Linked DNA regions of Gossypium hirsutum: regions 1 and 3 are each linked to region 2. Evidence: chromatin contacts called from public Hi-C data. All regions are on one chromosome and are shown on one strand. The core of a region is the stretch at or near the end of the contact, and the rest is flanking DNA. Distances in the headings are between cores, read along the strand shown. Region 1 overlaps LOC107945731. Region 2 holds the start of LOC107945736. Region 3 holds the start of LOC107945744 (probable sodium/metabolite cotransporter BASS4, chloroplastic).

Region 1 (3,830 bases), core at 1,245-3,744, 280 kb after region 2:
TTTCCTGTGCAGTCATGTGGTCTCATAGAGAAAAACAATGTCGGTTTATGAGTTTGTGTTTCAGACGAAGGAACAATAATATCAACTTGTAGAGCTAGAAGGCAAGCAAATTATATGATTTTATCAAATGATATTGGAGAAATAAAAGATAAACAAATTATTACAGAACCTGGATTGAAATAAGTAGGAAAATCCACAAAGCAAGCGGACAGATTCATTATTAATACTACATAGACACATATTTGTTAAATAGTTATACTTGCATTTAGTGGTTTGCAAAATCAAATCACCAATCGCTTTGATAAATTTTCATATGCAAGCGTTTCTGAGCATAATTCACCAGCTTCTCAATCTCCTTGGCGTTCTCAATTTGGCCATCATGGTTGCAATCCGCTTCTTTCATCCCTTGACGTGCTTTCCACCATCCAAACCGAACTCTCAGGCTATGCAGTGCCTCTTTCAGCTCTTCCTGGTTGATCCGCCCGTCGTGATCCGCATCGAAACGCCGGAGCCATGCTTTGAATTCATCCACCGTCATTTCGTTGCTTGGTTGGACATCGATACACCGCATGATCGCCATGCCTCTGATAATTCTAATGAAAGAACTGTATGTGCTTTTTATGGTGCCAATCTACCATGAGATGCTTGAAAAGATTGATTTTAGTGGCAAACAGAATAATCTAATAGCCATGGGTGGCTATGCTACCTTTATTTTTGTCGCTATTGTTATCAGAATCTTTTATATCTTTAGAAGATCTTTTCTTTGTTCAAATTTATTCAACTTTATTCTTCATACTCATGCCACCCTCCCATCGATATAAAGTTAGCCAATAATTTCATCATAAGAAGACTATACAAGATGATGCACATTTTCGTTGAAAGATTTATAATAGCAAAACCATTTCTGGTTCAATTGAATCACTGTAAATTCAAGGGCCATGAGCTGTACAAACGCATTGAGTATCATATATTTAAGTTTAAAAGGGGTTCTTCCTCTTGGGAGGGCTACTTGCATTGGAGCTATCATTTCAAAGCCTTTAATTTTGACCTATAAATATTCAAAAAGAAATTAATGTTTGTAACGAAGATGAATTTAATAAAAAAAATAACGATACTAGCAATTGGATTTATATTTTTAAATTTTAAAAGTGATGAGATTAAATTCTTTAAAATAAAAATAAAGAGATTAAATTCTAAATATAAAAAAAATTGAAACTAATTTATTGGATTATGAATGTAATGGTGAAATATGAGTGTTCTTGATTCTAAAGCTTCACTATTTAATTTTATTAACTTTGTCAGATGTACTGTTTGCAACTAGGCGTTGTGCAACTTTGTTATACATATTTTGGTTTATAATTGAAAGTTTTAGAATATTTTGAGACAAAGTTTAATAAAATGATAAAAATATAAATTTATGAATAAAAAACTAAATATTAACAGTATTTTATAAATAAAACCAGATCTTTTAGGGATTTATTTTTGAAGTCTTTCTTTCATAATATAAAATTCTATGTAAATTTCTTAACTTCTAATGGTTTTATAAAGTCGATTATTACTATAGATTATGTAGAAAAACAAACTGAAAGAACAAAAAAATTACTAAATTTTGTATTGAAATCATTCGGAATCGAAGTTAAGCGGAAAATTTAATCACATAAAAAATCAATCTACACTGAGAAACATCAATAGGAAAACCAAATTTATGACGATTTTCTTTTAAAGCAAATTTATAAATTCATGTGTAGAAGTGAAGGGCACTCCTAAACAGCCCATTTTGATTTACAGACGATAAAAAGAAAAGGCTTGACCACTGCTTTTTTTGGCTATTGGCAAAAACTTAGAAGGAAAATTCCTTAGAATGAACTTTTTCATAAGTTTTAATGTTACGTAAAGTACTATACAAGCTGTAATAGCATGTACAATTAGGTAATGTTTTTGTAATTAGTGTTACAGAAAATATTACTAGTATAATGAATAATGTGTAATATGTAATTGAATGTTGTATAATTGAATAATGTAATTACATAGTATTACAAAAACTGTAACAACTTGTGTAATAAAGAGTTTTTATTTTGTTTGTCACCATGACCCAAAAAAAGAAAAAACAATTTCCCGAATAAAAATCGAACCTCCAACTATAAGAACATGATTAAAAGATACGGTGAACAATCACTACACCTAGATAATGTTATATAATGTTTCTAAAAATGTGTAATTGCATAATTAGATGAATATTACAAATTTGGTAATAAATTGTATTATTAGAGATTATATGAGAAGCATTTAACAGTAAATTTACCATCCAAACTAAATATTAGGGAAACCCAAAGCCCATATAATTCATTACTGGATGGGGAAAAAAATTAGGTGGATGCGTCATGTCTAGAGAGCTTTTAATAAATGATGATCAAACCCCAAGACTTTATGCGTCTTACCAAAGTGGGACACGATAGTGATGGGCAAAGGCAACGAGTGAGCCCACAACCACCACCAGCTCCTTCAAACTAAACACTACATCGCGTCTTCTACCCCCAAATACACCCATCTCTTCATACATGGACAACTCAAAAACCAATGACAAAACTGCTATTCACCACCACTATTGCAGCAAACTTCAATCAAAAATACCAGCGGATATAAAGTTCCATTCCCATACTAATCCAAGCGATGCTACCACAAAAAAATACTGTATGGTTAAGGAAATGCTTGGCTATCGGGTCTGAGAAGCTTTATTTTCCTATCATCACGAAGATGACGAACCATTATTGGTTTGTTTAGCCACATAAATCTGCTTCATCTTTGAAGTGGGGAAGTTCTTGTCTCCACCCATGGATTGGTTCCTTCCTTGGAAACCTGTTCTACGTTGGGTCCATTCACCCGCTCCATTCTTTTGTGAGACCGCATTTCCTCTCTGATGATTATACCAGGAAGAGTTACCATAATGCTGAGGAGAAGCTATATTCTTCTGCTGGGAAGAAGACTGAACAGCCTTAAGAGCAGTATTTGTGCTCTGCCTACTACTTCTAATGCCATCATTCTTGCCAGCATCAGCAACTTTAGTAAGGGACGGGCTTTTAGTATCATGTTGTGCAGAAGCAGCAGGGATGGTGGAGCTAGATGGTTCCACCAACCCTAGTTCATCGGGCAACTGGGTTATGGTTGCATCTGTTGCCACAGGAAATTTCCTAGAGCTGTCAGAGGATGCTGATGTTCGGGAGTCTGAGAACCTATTGCTACTCAATGACTGGTCAACAGGAGGCCCATGGCTGAACTGAGAATGTAGTACACCTTCTGCCTGTTGCTGCAATGGCATTGAAGGTGCAACAGACTGCATAGGTGAAGCCGGAACATGAGACCAACGAGCTTGGACAGACATGTCGGGGGTCGACTGAAAGAAAAAGTTTCAAGATATGCATTAGTCAGATCAGAAGGAAAACAGGAAAGGGAAAAAGGGAGATACAAAAGAGTGCATGCGGGTGATGGCAAAATTGTCAACAGTACCCCCCGCCCCAAAAAAAAAAACAAAATCAAGCATTAAAAGTGCACCTACTCATCAAACCCAGCAATAACATTGACAACTACATCTAATAACATCCATTTAGACCACTCACTTTCCAGTAAACAAATTTATTTGGTAGAGAAGGATAACCACTCCAAAACAGAAAATAGAAAAGACCACCCTGGTTATTATAGATGCTGGAAATTTAATAGCTTTAGATTTGCTCAGAGTTTTACCTGGAAAGGAGAAACATCAAACATAGCGAGCGGGGATGCAACGGGCAGAAGAGGTGACACAGGGCCAGGGGGAAGATGCTGGATTTGAGCAG
Region 2 (4,146 bases), core at 483-2,982:
GATGCACATCCAGTATATTAGTTCTTGTTTATGACTGCCCACAATAAGGGAAATGAAAATTGTGTTTGTTAACGATCCTTAGCTAGTAAAATAAGGACATTATTTGCCTGCATAGAGTTTATCATAGTACATGCAATGATTAGTCTTGAAAATTTTGAAATTATCAGAGGCATGGTTTAAAGTATGTGAATGGTTGATGGATCAAAAGCATTATATTACATTTTATCGTCTAAACATTAGCCTAGCCTTGAACATGGGTCGTAATAAAATGCTCAGTCGCTTACTTCTGTAATAACTGTTTGTTATTGGGAATTACTTTAAACTTCTCTCATATGTGGTGTGTTTGTCATCCTCTATCCTGCGTTTATTTACTGCATCACCTCTCCTCATTTCTTCTGATTTCTGTGTTCTCGTATTTTCAGCTACGGATGAATGATGTTCCGAAACTGCTTGCTGAATACAAAAAGATTCTACCTGAGCAAAACGCATCTGGCCCGAGAGCTGGATTTGAGGAACAAGTTTTGTGAAAAAGATAAGTTTGATATAAGGCAAACAAAATAGAAATGAATGTTATTAGGGTTTCAAGTTTCATTTCTGTGGATATCACTTCGATTTTATGTTAATGTGACAAGTTTTAACTTGAACAAGATATGTTTTATTAAACCATAAAAATAATAACACATTTAAATATGAATGGTGCATGCTTTAGATTCGTTTGTGTTTAAGATTCTGACGTAAATTATATTATTTATATTTACATGATTGATAGAGGAAAAGAAATTGCGATGCATACTTGTTAATTGGGTTTACTATTCTATCTTAAAATCATAATAGACAAGAATTGTGTGGAACCAGAAACATTTTTCGATATTTGTTTTTTGTTTTTTACAGAAGTATTTGGTCAATGACAATTAGAAAATAAATTCTGTCTTCCCTTTTTAAATGGTAAATTCTAGAAAACAGTTCTTTAGGAGCCTGATTTTCTAAATCAATACTAGTAAATATGATGGAGTAATATATAATCTATAACGTAATTAATAAAATGTTGAATTTAAAATTAACAAACTAACGATCATATGATAATAAATATTGTTCAACACCTAAATAATTCTTTTTATGTGAATGTAAAAAATAATGTTATTGAATAGCCAAATACTATTTTCTCCTTCATGATTGAATTGCCATTGCAAATGGCCGAATGTCATATATATATCAAACGGCCAAAATGTTATTCAAAGGCATTTTGACGGTTGACTGTTAGGAAGTTGATATTCTATTTTCTTTTTCTAAAATTGGTTTACGTCATAAGCAAGGAAGTCAAAATTTATTCTCTTTTTTTTAATATTTTTTTCTTTATCCCATTGCTTAAAGGAAGTTTTCCTGCTTATATTGGTTGACAGCTAAAAGGCAGTTTAACTTTTCTCTGATTCAAAATTCAAACAGTTGCTTAATTATGGTTTACTATTTGGAACGTGGCTCACTCATACATAATGGGCACAATATTTATTGATTAATATAAAGAATCAACAATTTATTTCTCTGCAAATTGCATACAACTAAATCGATCGTAGAACCGGTAAGCACAACTCAATTCATCCTAAAAAAAAATTCAAATTTCGAATTATTCAAATTAAATTAATTAAATCAGTTAATTTTTTTTTCAAATTCGTATAATTTAAATAAATCAAATATTAATTTATATTATTTTAAATTTTAAATTTATATTGTATTAACCCAATTCTTTTACCCTATTCCCCCGGTCGGCAAGCCCCACAATTTTCTCAAAATTTCCCAAATCAAACCCTTAATCCATTCAGACCCCCAAATTCATGCTTCTCCTTCAAAAATTCCTAAATTAAATCCCCCGCTTCTTAAAAAATCTTTATATTAAACCCTTCAATCTTCTTATTCTTCTTCATTTGTTCATTCAAACCTTCTAAATTAAAATCTCTTATCTCCATTCTTCTTCTTCATCAGTTCATCGAACTTTTTTAGGATGGGCAAATCCCTCACAATCTCCGCTCGCTCCGTAAGTGGTGTTCCTTCTGGCCGGCGCCGCTCCGTTCTCTTCAGTCTTATCCTATACTTTTTTGCATCTCCCAGGTTTGTCCCGAGATAACTGTTGCTGTATATATGATTGTGGGATTAAAGTAATCGAGAAAAAAATATTACTGCTGCTACATATTTTAGGTTATAAGTTAATTTTTTTAATATAAAAATATAGCGGTTGTTGTTGCATATATTACTGTGAGATTAAATTAAAATATTACTGCTGCTGCATATTTTTGGGTTATGAGTGTTTTTTTTTAATTTACTATTTAAAACACTATTAATAAAATGCCATCTTAAAAGCAATCATAGCACTCGATTCTATGGTTAATTGGTTATATTGAAACAGGGAAATGGTTTACGTAGTTGGCGTTTGAATTGAATGGAATTGGAAAAATAGAACAACACTTCAATGGAAAGTTCTCATTTGATTTTCTTCTTAGGAACAGAATATAACAGTAAGATATGGAATGTTTTATTTATTTGTTTGATTGATAGAGACATGCAATGTTTCCAGCAACACATCGTTTCAATTCGGCTGACTCAATTGTGTGGAGAATCAAGAATTTGGGTTGGTTTAGTTTTTTTTTTTTTTTGTATTTTTGACTTTTGCTTATATTTTTTTATTATAATCTTATTGTGTTGTTGTTCACTTGGACTCATGTTGTTTACTTGAACTAATGTTATGTTGCTTTTATTTGTGCACTAACAATTTTTCATTTTATGATTATATTTAAAAACTTTAAAGAAAAATATTTTTTTAAAAAATACATTAAAAATAAAAAAATTATTTTTTTAATTTAACTCGAACAAATATATTCGATTTAATTCGATTCAATTCAATTCAAATTTCATCTAACTCGATCTGATTCGAGAAAATTTCAAATCGAGTTAGGATGATAAAATAAGATTCGAAAACTCGATTAACTCGAAAATTTTTCATTCGATTCGATTCGACTGATTGCTCATCCCTATTCATGATATCAAGAGTTGTCTATTAAAAACTATTAGCTATATATAATAGCTAGAAAATTAAAGTAGAGTAAGTATACAACATTCTAGATTCATTTAGTCACATTACAAGTTTCTCATGATCTATTTCAAATCAATAATACAATAAATTTTTTTGTTAAAAAAAACAATAAAATTTTATATTCAAAATTGTGCTTATAAAATATTGTATGATTGTCTTGTTATTTGTATGAGAAATGATTGCTTTATGTTCATCTGCTATAATGTTATATCTGTACAATGAATTTTGATGGATTAGTATGATAAATAGAGAATATATATGATCACCTTTAAACTTGTTCATGTTGTAGTTCTTTGAACGATCACTTTTAAAAGTTGTGAATTCTCTAAGTATCATACCGAAATTGTACGATAGAAGAGTCATTCTTTTTGTCTATATCTTTAATCAAATCTCTTCATTAAGCATGCTCAAAGGTAGTCATATTTTGCTTGTTGTTTGTTGGTTTATGTGTTTGTTTGAGGACAAGCAAAGACTTAAGTGTGGGAGAATTTGATCTGCCATAATTTAATATGGTAAATTACGTTCTTTTCGATACTTAAAAAGCTTGTAATCGAGCATTTTTATGTCATTTTAGTAGCTTTATGAATTATATATTAGTTATACGTAATTAAATAAAACAAGCCTTTTTATGATGTTTATCGACCAATTAGGCCAACTTGAGCCTAATGAAGTTTTAACGAGTTGATGTAGTGGGGCAAGAAACGACTTGAACCAAATAGAAAAAGAGCTAGTGGATTGCCTAGAAAGTCGGGACATGGAGAACATAAAGTCGCAACATTGACGCTACATACACACTTAGAAGGATTTTCGAGCAACATCGACAAGACAAGCAGACCGTTACCAAGGTCACGACATTGGAAGCTAAAGTCACAACATTCAACACTTGAAGTCACGACATCCATGACAGTAGCGAAAGATGAAAGTCAATTACAAGGTTGCAGCAAAGTCACGACATTGAGGAGTAAAGTTGTGATACTCAAGTCCCTCTTCAAAGACTCGAGCAAACTGCCTAGAAAGTCGCAACATTGGACATGTGATGACTCGACATTGAGGCTCGATGGACT
Region 3 (4,402 bases), core at 1,789-4,288, 420 kb before region 2:
TCAAATGAATGTTCTTAAACATTTTTGGTTGATGTGATTTCAAAGACTTGCTTTCTAATCAATGCATGTGTTATGATATGCATAATCTTAGATATGATTTTGTTATGATATGCATGAACTTGGCAATTAGGTCCACTTTGGCACCTATACTTGTCTTTGGTCCATTTTTGTGCCTGAACTTGACAACTAGATCAATTTTGATCCTTGAACTTGTATTCTATCAAAATTAGAAAACGTGGCACGATCTTAGAATGCCACATCATCAAACATTTACTTTTGCCACGTTTAAGGACCAAAATGGACCTAGTTGTCGAGTTTAGATGCTAAAGTAGACCAAAAAATATACAAATACTAAAGTGGATCTAATTATCAAGTTCAAGGACTAAAAGTCATATTAACCCTTATCCAAATTGGGTAGCAAGGCGTCTTCAAATTGGATCTTATATTGCTAATTTTAAAAGCCTTAATTCTAATTGTTTTAAGTCCATTATGTAATTAAATGTCACGTGCCAATACTGTGGTTTTGTTAATGGCATTATGGTAATTTAATAATTGATTTAGGTGTTATCTTAGGAGTTACTATCCTTGGTCGATTTTTTTGTTCACATTGAAGGTTTATATATAATTTATACGCAAATTAAGAAAGCCTTATCTACATGGAAGATTGAAGCATAAGTCTTAAGGTTAAAATTAGGATTAGTTTAAGAGTTCTTATTATCCTTGTAATCTAATCTACTACAACTGATTTATCTAAAGAGTTTAAGGGTGGGTTGGATGAACGGTGCATATACTTGCAGTTAGTGTAAAAACATCGGTGGCGGTGAGATTAGATATTATAGCGTGAGACAAAAAGTAAGCTAAACGCACCGCACCATACCGCCCATCCAAACTTACCCTAAGACTTTATTAATCAGTTGGGGTTCTTATTTTTACTACTTTAAATAAGGATGAACCTTGTAAAATTCGACCACATTAATAAGATACATTCCTTGGCTGAATTCCTTTTAATCCTCAAATTTTTTATTTTACTTAGTATAGTTTAAATTCAAGAATTAAATATTTTGAATTTTCCTTAGTTGAGTTTAGTTAGAGGCCTTTACTTTTCACCCTTTAGAGATCTATATAAACCCAAGGGGGCCCAGGTATTTGTACTCAAACTTTTTATAATGAAATTTAAACCGTGAGGATTTTTCTTTTAGACTTTGCTTCGAAATGAATGATGGAAAAGAGTGATGATGGAAAATTTATTAATCAAATAATTAAGAATCATAAATACTTTCTTACTTATAGGTTACCTATTAGATTGAAAAAAATTCCATCTTCACTTTTTTCCATCCTCCATACAAAGGAAAACCTTAATGTTGAGAGTTTCACCTTTGTAACTTTGGAAATTATCTACATCTCAACTCTCTAGTGTGGTGTTTTCAATTTTATATCTAAACTATCCACGTTTCCAAGTGTGAGTTATGACAGGAAGTGGGAGGAAAATAGTGGAAAGGAATTATACAAAAAAAAAAAGTGAACACTTTAGTGCAATAAACAATCCTATTCAAGGACTAAGTTACAATACCCAATTATCAAATGCCGAAAAAGAAAAGCTACTAGTCTATATATACCAAGTACTATTCTAATTGAAAGCTAGGAAAAGAGAGAACGATGGAGCACATTCCCACCACCATCGCATCAGTCACCCAGTTACTTAACTAGCTCACTCCCCTAGTCATCCTAAATATATGAGCCTAACTGAACTAATGCATCTTGAGGCCCAAACAAACAAATAAAGCTGAACAGGTACAAATCATCATTTCTATCAAGTGTTCTATTTTTCATTCGTGAATAAACCCATAATGGTGGAGACACATCAAGTTATCTAGAGGTTGGTTAGGAAACAATCATTGTCATTTCTAGTTACAAATTGATTAAGGGTTACATAGGAAAAAAACAAGTCCTTTTTCTTCTAATTTAAAGGGTCTATTGTAACATGCAGATGCATGTAGTTTTGTTGGCAGAATTTTTGCCTCATGAGTCTAATTATTTTAGTTTCATTTTAGTTAAATGTCCCACCAAAGAAGAACATGTTCTGCTTTATTTTGAGAGGAAATATATTAGCACAAAAGCAGAGCTTTATTCGGATACTTGATGTTTCACTTTAAAGGATATCTTTTTTTCCCCTTTTTGCATACAGAGATGTGCTTCTTAGAAAGTAAGTCATACTGAAAATCAACTAAAATAAGTTCAGGTTTTCTACTCAAAAGTTTCATCATTTAGGGTTAACCCTAAATGCATTTCAAATGACCCATTCTCATTTTTCTCAAAGAGTGAGAAGAATGGATTCAGTCCTAAACACTAACAGAACATTAACTAAAATCCATTCAAAATAAACACACCATAAGAAACTTAAATTAGAAAATCAACAATCTCCCCACTGCGTTCTTCACCTAAAAGAAACATTTTGACCTTATAAAAAACAAAAATACAAGATAAAAAAAAATGACAAATGAAACTACAAGGATAGTTTAAAGAAAAATCAAAGCACTATCATTGCCAATGAATAGAAATTTCATTACCTAGGGGAAGAAAATTATTGGAGGCAAAATTCATTAAAGGTTTTGTCCAATTTAATCCATTAGCCAAATCTGAACCATGTATCTGCGATTCAATTCAAATTTCGTAAGCTGCAAAAGGTTAAAACGTCAAAAAAAAAAGTGAAATTAGAAGCTTAATTTCTAAGGGAACCTCATCGGACGGTTTACGGGAAATGATAAGTGTTGAAATGGAACGGCGAGGAGGATTGATTCTGAGGGAACGGCTGAAGAGACAGCAAGTTTTCCGGCAAGGAAACGGGCTGGTGACGATGGACGGAGGCGTCAAAATTAGGGATTGGATGGTTCCCGCCATAGACCTCTCAAACAATATCGAGAAATGATGGTCCTGAACTCTCCAATCCAGTGTCCAGTGGACAACAGTAATTTATCTGAAAATAAATATGTCATAACTGCATTTCTCACCCTCACCGTTTACAATATTTATCATTTTGGACCTTTTCCTAGCAAACAAACCGTTCAACTTTTTATTTAAATCAAATTGGTCAACATTTGATCAAAAACTTGATATGGCCTTTAAAGGATTCAAATTTAGATGATTCAATGTTTCATGCGGTTGAAAAGTATTTTTAAAAGATATGTAAGGATTGGTTGGGGAATAGAATGGGACTGTAATAGAATAAAACTGTAATGTAATAGAGTTGTAATGAAATAGAACTGTAATTAATAATTTAGTTGTTTCGTTGAATGGAATAGAATAGAACTGTAATAGGATTATTGTATTTGGTTGAGGCATTTGTTTCACTGAAAATGGCTTCCGAAAAATAATTTCTGGAAAATGACATACTTTTTTGGAAAACTAATATTTTCTGGTGTTTGGATGAATCTGTGTAAAATATTTTCTTTTGTTTGACAGGTTCTTTAAAAATATTTCATAAAGTCGTTTTCAATTAAACAAACATACATTTGAGATTTTTTTTATTTTTTTATTGTTTAATTGAGTTTATTTTATATCTATAATTTTATATTTTACATTGTTTTTACATATATTAACAATATTTTGTTAAATTTAGGTTCATTGCAACGATTATTTTTTAGTTACATGACTACCAACTGAGTATTTTTTATTTAAAAATGTGACTTTAACAAAATTGACAAAAAAAATCAACAATGTCAGCAATTGAACTTGATTCTCAAATCTGAAAAGTAGAGGGACTAAATTCTTGAAAACAAAAGTACAGAAACTAAATTGCAAATTTGTAAAGAGTATATAGACTTATGAGATATTTTAACATTTATACTACAAAATATTTATTATTAATATATTTATAATTGTAATAAATATTTAGTATTAAAATATTAATATTGATATTTTCAATAATATGTGAATAATATTATTTAAAATTATTATTTTTTAAAATTTACTATTAAAATAAAATTTAAATATTAAATAATTTATTAAAAATAATAAATTATATTAATATAATTAATATAATTTATTATATGAATAAATATAAATAATAAATATGTATGCTTAATAATATTAAAAATATAATATTTTATATTAATATTTTACATATTTTTAAAAATAAAAATAAAATTTATTATCAATGTAATAATATTAAAGTTGATTTAAGTTAATTTTTATATAAAAATAAAATTATCTATTGATGGGTTATTTTTCAAAAAATTACTTAAATTTTTCAAAAGAGTAAGGCGCTGTTCTCCTCTGCTTTTCAGACGAACTTTTGCAATAAAAAAAATTTTTCTCTTAAAAGCAAAGAAGAACGGACATCCTTTCAGAACTATTTTCACCATCTAAAAAGTGCTTTTTGGCTGATGAAGAAGTTAAAAATTTC

Evidence for each region. A called contact is a pair of places that touch in the nucleus more often than the background predicts.
Region 1: a Hi-C map of leaf shows a contact between it and region 2, with 3 times the contacts expected there. The contact joins the enhancer-like site here to the promoter of LOC107945736 in region 2. A contact is called at or near these places in 3 of 34 Hi-C or Micro-C datasets (hypocotyl and leaf).
Region 3: a contact with region 2 is called in a Hi-C map of leaf, with 1.6 times the contacts expected there. The contact joins the promoter of LOC107945744 here to the promoter of LOC107945736 in region 2. A contact is called at or near these places in 6 of 34 Hi-C or Micro-C datasets (anther, leaf and petal).

Annotation. Positions count from the first base shown.
Region 1 is chrD12:31,511,740-31,515,569 of Gossypium_hirsutum_v2.1, reverse strand. It overlaps LOC107945731, which reads right to left. Exons shown (of 7, transcript XM_041107921.1): 6 at 3,739-3,830; 7 at 2,161-3,391. The coding sequence ends at 2,747. Among protein-coding and RNA genes, the nearest start is that of LOC107945731, 9.9 kb to the right of the region's middle. Within about 2 kb of position 2,494, at least 6 of the 9 cell types and tissues checked have an H3K27ac peak or open chromatin away from gene starts, as enhancers often do. A contact at or near this core is called in hypocotyl and leaf, where this site is marked.
Region 2 is chrD12:31,792,819-31,796,964 of Gossypium_hirsutum_v2.1, reverse strand. LOC107945736 reads left to right here and starts at 1,732. Exons shown (of 3, transcript XM_016879841.2): 1 at 1,732-2,103; 2 at 2,548-2,620; 3 at 3,773-4,146. The coding sequence starts at 1,997. LOC107945737 (protein GLUTELIN PRECURSOR ACCUMULATION 3) reads left to right here. Exons shown (of 15, transcript XR_005922082.1): 15 at 423-690.
Region 3 is chrD12:32,210,867-32,215,268 of Gossypium_hirsutum_v2.1, reverse strand. It overlaps LOC107945744 (probable sodium/metabolite cotransporter BASS4, chloroplastic), which reads right to left and starts at 3,038. Exons shown (of 14, transcript XM_016879850.2): 1 at 2,737-3,038; 2 at 2,568-2,649. The coding sequence starts at 2,898. It overlaps LOC107945743 (a long non-coding RNA gene), which reads left to right and starts at 4,266. Exons shown (of 7, transcript XR_005922121.1): 1 at 4,266-4,402.